2 separate regions of the Pan troglodytes genome follow, and region 1 is linked to region 2. Evidence: chromatin contacts called from public HiChIP or PLAC-seq data. All regions are on one chromosome and are shown on one strand. Each heading gives the region's core, a stretch centred on a gene start, on an enhancer-like site or on the middle of the called end of the contact. The rest is flanking DNA. Distances are from core to core; before and after follow the strand shown.

Evidence for each region. HiChIP or PLAC-seq counts read pairs in DNA pulled down with a chosen protein or histone mark.
Region 1: a contact with region 2 is called in an H3K4me3 HiChIP or PLAC-seq map of stem cell-derived excitatory neurons, with 2.8 times the contacts expected there. The contact joins the promoter of PHB1 here to the promoter of NGFR in region 2. A contact is called at or near these places in 1 of 1 datasets of contacts at active chromatin or transcription factors (stem cell-derived excitatory neurons) and 1 of 1 other capture datasets (stem cell-derived neural stem cells).

What each region holds. Positions count from the first base shown.
Region 1 is chr19:18,669,204-18,671,903 of NHGRI_mPanTro3-v2.0_pri, forward strand. PHB1 (prohibitin 1) reads left to right here and starts at 1,312. Exons shown (of 7, transcript NM_001246403.1): 1 at 1,312-1,335.
Region 2 is chr19:18,588,759-18,591,458 of NHGRI_mPanTro3-v2.0_pri, forward strand. NGFR (nerve growth factor receptor) reads right to left here and starts at 1,436. Exons shown (of 6, transcript XM_016931494.4): 1 at 1,245-1,436. The coding sequence starts at 1,310.

The DNA of each region.
Region 1 (2,700 bases), core at 62-2,561, 80 kb after region 2:
CCAGGCTAGTCTCAAACCCCTAGGCTAAAGCAATCCTGTGGCCTTGGCCTCCCGAAGTGCTGGGATTACAGGCGTGACCACCACGCCCAGCCCTCACGTTCTTATTCCTACGTGGGGGCTAAAAGAGTTGATCTTATAGAGGTAAAAACTAGAATGAGAGCTGAGCGCGGTGGCTCACGCCTGTAATCCCACCACTTTGGGAGGCCGAGGCGGGTGGATCACCTAGGTCGGGAGTTCGAGACCAGCCTGACCAACATGGAGAAACCCCGTCTCTACAAAAATACAAAAATTAGCCGGGTGTGGTGGTGCATGCCTGTAATCCCAGCTACTCTGGGAGGGTGAGGCAGGAGAATCGCTTGAACCCGGGAGGCGGAGGTTGCGGTGAGCCGAGATCGCGCCACTGCACTCCAGCCTGGGCAACAAAAGCGAAACTCCATCTCAAAAACAAACAACAAAACAAAACAAAAACAAGAAAATAAACACACACGCACACGGAGGTGGGGCGGCGGAGTGGCGGCAGGGAGGAGGAGGGGAGAGGTAAGAAACAAATGATAAAACAAATGAAGCAAATTGTTAACAATAGGTGAATCTGAACCAAAGTTTAACGTGCGTTCTTTTGCCCTATTCTTGCAACTTTTCCAAATAAAACGTTTCTTTAAAATCATGTCTAGGGGACCTGGATTCCAAGCCGAGCCCCTTTTCTCACTCGGTGCATGACCCTGAATGAATTCCTTCCTCTCGGTTGGTCTCAGTTTTTCAGCACAGATGGTTCTCTCGGGGTCTGGTAATCAACGTCTCACAACTCTGAGGACGTTTGCAGACAGGGCTTTGGAAGGAAGACGGCCCTTCGTTCCCCCAAAGGGTCTCAGCCTGCCGGTGATTTCACCACGACTTCCTCCAGAGTTCCACCTGTCCTCTTCATCAGCCATAAAGTTGCCCCTACTCATTTTTGCCACCAGCTGGACGCCCACCTCCTCTTTCCCGGAGCCCTAAGGCTCTCCTTCCGGCAGTCTTAGCCTCTGTACAGGATAGGCACGTGCATTTAGCCCCAGGAAACTACAGCCCCCAAAAGGCTTTGCGGCAACATCCTCGCGGTGATCACCAAAGAGAAAAAGCTTTTCTCCACGGGCCCACCGCAGCATAGCCTTTTGGGAGTTGTAGTTCATCTGCTAAGAGCCGCAGAACCAGGGTGAGGTTCTAAGCCACCCTTCCCAGAACTCACAGCGCTCTGCCACACCAATAGGAAGCGTGGATCTTGGAAAGCGGGCAGGGCAGAGGAGCGCATGCGCAGTATGTGTGGTTGGGGAATTCATGTGGAGGTCAGAGTGGAAGCAGGTGAGAATGGAGGGGGCGGCAAAGGCCCGTTTCTGGGCATCTCTGCAGTCCTCCTCTGCTCCATGATGGGCACTTTGGGCGAGGAGAGTGCGTGCGTGAGTCCGACTTGTGAGGGAGGGGAGAAGGGGCTGAGCCCGGGACGAGCCAGGGGTTGCTCAGAGTAAGGGAGGTGTCCATGGAGGCAGGGTGAGGAATAATCCAGAAGCTATTAGAAATGTAAAGGGCCGGGTGTCCCAGCCTCAGAGAAGGAAGATTTAAATGCACTGGACGAGATCAGGGTAGTCTCAGGAGTTGAGGTCTGGGAAGTAGGGAGGGAGGATTTGAGACTGGAGCGGGCAACGACGGTGGGGCGGAGCGTTAGAAAGTTAGATGCTGGCGTGATTTCTAGTTAGGTCAGCTGTGCTTATGCCCACCTAGTTAGGTCAACTGTGCTTATGCCCACCCCGCCTCAGCCCCACCCTCCCAGTTATTCCAGAGCTCACTGTCCCTGTGCAGCTAGTTAGAGCCTTTCTCCCAAATGGGTTCTTCAGTTATCTTGGCCCCAGGATGTCATCCAGCTCCTGCTTCCATAAGAAGCATGTCGTTCTTAATACACGATGTTGACAAGCAGTATGGTGAGGAGGTAAGCTGTGTCTGCTAGCATTAGACCTCTGGGTTCTAATTCTGGTTCTACCACTTAGTAACTGCAATCTCGGCTTCTCATGTAACCTCTCTGTGTGCCTCTGTTTCCTCTGTAGTAATATGCTTCATAGGGTAATTGTGAGAAGTAAATAAATTGCTTTTATTAGGCTACCTGATATAAGTGTTAGCTGTTACGGTTACTTTTTTTGTTGGCATCAACATGTAGCACATTTTTTTTAAGTTATTTTTTCAAACCATAATTGCACCAATCTAACCTCACAGCCTCTTTTTGGGGGCCTACTTGTCCAGGAAATGAGAGGGTGGTTTAGTGTGGTGCTAAGTTTTCTGTGGATTTCAAGCCCATGCATTGTTTTCATTATTGAACCAAGTGTCCCAGACACCTTACTTTAAATGGTTGAGAAAAAAAGAGAAATCAGCCAGGCATGGTAGCTCATGCCTGTAATCCCAACACTTGGGAGGCCGAGGCAGGGGGATCACTTGAGCCCAGGAGTTCGAGACCACCTGGGGCAACGTAGCAAGACCCCATCTCTGCAAAACATGAACAAAATTAGCCGGGCATGGTGGCACACTTCTGTGGTCCCAGCTACTTGGGAGGTTGAGGTGAGAAGATTGCTTGAGCCTGGGAGGTCGAGGCTTCAGTGAGCTGAGATTGCGCCACTGCACTCCAGCCTGGGTGACAGAGCAAGACCCTGTCTCCAAAAAAAAAAAAAAGAAAGAAAGAAA
Region 2 (2,700 bases), core at 186-2,685:
CAGACCGGATCCCGACCCTTCGAGGAGCGGGAGCCCACGGAGCGCGGTGGGCGCGGCGCTCGGGTCGCGCAGCTAGGTGGGGAGCGGCGCGCAGCCCCAGACTCGTAGGCAGGCAGCGGCGGACTGCACTTGCCTCGCCCCGCAGCGCCCCCTGCCTGCCGCCTCCCGCCTGCGTAGCCAGAGCTGCGCGCGGCCAGGAAGGGTCCCCGCCTAGTGCGCCCCGGCGCTCTGCACCCCGAGACGTAGCCACCGCCAGCCCGGGTAGGGGCACACCCGCTCCGTCCCTCGCGATCCGCTGCGCTGCTTCAAGCCGTGAGAACACGCGCGTCGGAGGAGCCCGCCGGCCGTGGGGGAACCCCGGGAGCGGGTTCGCCCCGGCGAAGTGGGCACTCCCCTCCCAGCCTTAGATCCGCAGCCCCAATTCCGGGACTGGGAGAGGCCGCGAGCAGGAGCGCGGGGACAGGCGCTGGAAATGTCCAAGCCTCTGCTCTCTCTTCTCGTCTCACTGTCCCTCAGCGGGCAGGCGGGACCCCGACCACTTCAGGGTCCGCACCCCGCTCTGTCTCCTTTCCTTCTGCTTCCATCTGTCTGCCGCCCTCGCCGTCGCCCCTCTTCTGCCCTCCCTAACCCACTTCTCAACCTCTCTCCTGCTCCCCAACCTCTCCCTCCGACGCCCCTCCCCCCCATTGTCTGGCCGGTCCCCATTGTCCTTGCCGGGTCCCCTCTGCCTCCAGTCCCTCCGACCTCCTCCATTGTTCCATCCCGTCGTCCCGGGCTCCCCGCCCCAGCCCAGCTCGCCCCTCTCATCTCTAGTCCCCGTCCAGTTCCCCCTCCTTCTCTCGCCTTGGTTCTGTCCCACGACTCTCCAGAGACCGAGATGCTGAGGGGAAAGTCCCTTCGGGATCCCGGCATTCGAGTGTCCTCTTCCGAAGAACCTGGGCATCGGAGAGCCCCATGCCCCCTCCTGAAAGACCCCTCCCAGCTCCCCCACCGCCCCCTGCGGTACCTGAGGACCGGCATCCGTGCTCCGGTCTTGCCCGCATCTCCACCCTGGAGAGTCGCCTCTGCGCTCCGGGAACCCTAGACCCTCCTTCGTGGTCCCGGCATCAGAGGTCCTTTCCCACCACCCACCCTCAGTAACTGGGACCCCAATGCTCTGTTCTGTTTCCTTGGTGGCGGCGCTCGGCTCTTCTCGGAGTTCTGATCCCAGGAAAGGGAGCGGGCCCCCTCCGGCTAACACTCACCCCCAGAAGCAGCAACAGCAGCAGGCGCGGCCCGTCCATGGCGCGGCCGGTGGCACCTGCCCCCATCGCCCGCCTCCCGCGGCAGCGCTCGGCTTCCAGCTCGGTCCGCTCTGCGGACTGATGGGGCTGCGCTCCAGCGCCCCCCTCCCCTCGCCCGCCGGAGCTGGCCGCGGCTCGGCTCGCTCTGGCTGCGGGCGGGAGAGGCTGGGTGAAGCCAGTGCTGCGGCCCCGCCTCCGCCCCGCCCAGCCCGCCCACCCCCGGAACCGCGCCCGCCCGCCCCGCCGCCTCGGGGTGGGAAGCAGAGGCAAAGGGAGGGCGTGCGGTTCCCCGCACCCCGCTGCGCTTCTCCCTGCCTTGTCCCTTAGAGCCTCTCACCCATCCCGCCCTGGTACCCAGTTCCCGGCCCGCGCTACTGCGCGTCCGTCCCGGATGCTGTGGGCCCGGGGACCAGGGCGTCCCCACTGCGGTTCCTGTTCCTCTCCGGCTGTGGCCCGCCACAGGGTTCACTCTCTTACCCATCTTCCTCCGCCTCTGGCTTCATCTTCTCCCTGGAGCCTTGCTCCCTAACTGCCCCCTATCAGTAAGAATGCCCGCTTGCCCTCCCTGCCCTTCATCTCAGTCCATCACCCCACCTCCACCCCTATCCCCACCCCTCCCCTTCCCAGTGCAGGAGATCCCTGGGCAGAGGCCTAGGGGGAGGGGAGGGGCGCAGGCGCCCTGACCTCGGCCATCGACATTCAAGGTGGAGTCCATTCCGACATCATTTGATTCTCAAATGAGGGGTTTGAAGGGGTCACAGGTGTGCACACAGTGCACAGGAATACACACTCTCAAGCTCACTTGTATGTGTGATGGGGCACTTACGTGTGCCCACACCGTCCTCATGCACTCCTGCCGACCTGACTGTCCCACACATGCACCTCTCCAGGCATGCACACGGGCACATATGTGATCCGGACATTCAAACGCGCATACCTACACATTCACACATGCATGTATACAGTCGTGTCTGCATAAGCCCTCACATGTATACAGTCACACAAACACACACATTCATGAGTGCACACACACACTGACACCCATCAACAAACAAACAGATGCATCTTCAACAATATAGACTTCACCAGACTGTGAGTGTCTCCATGGGCTTATGAGCTCTGCAGGCAGGGATTATGGTTTCTTCTCTGAATTCCTGGTATACAGTAGGGTTCAAGAAAGTTCTGTAGAAGGGAATAAATAGAAAAGTGGTGAAATGGACTCATATCTGTGTACCCATCCATGTGCTAGGACCAAATTCATCTTGCCCTAGAAACCTTGCCAAGTCCAAATAATATGCCTCCCAACCCAAAAAGCATGCCACCCACCCTCATGCTTACCCCTTTCCTGTTCCCTCCATTTCTTCGTTCCCAGACATCAAGACCCTGGAGCACAGAGTTGATGGGGGTGTCTGCAAAG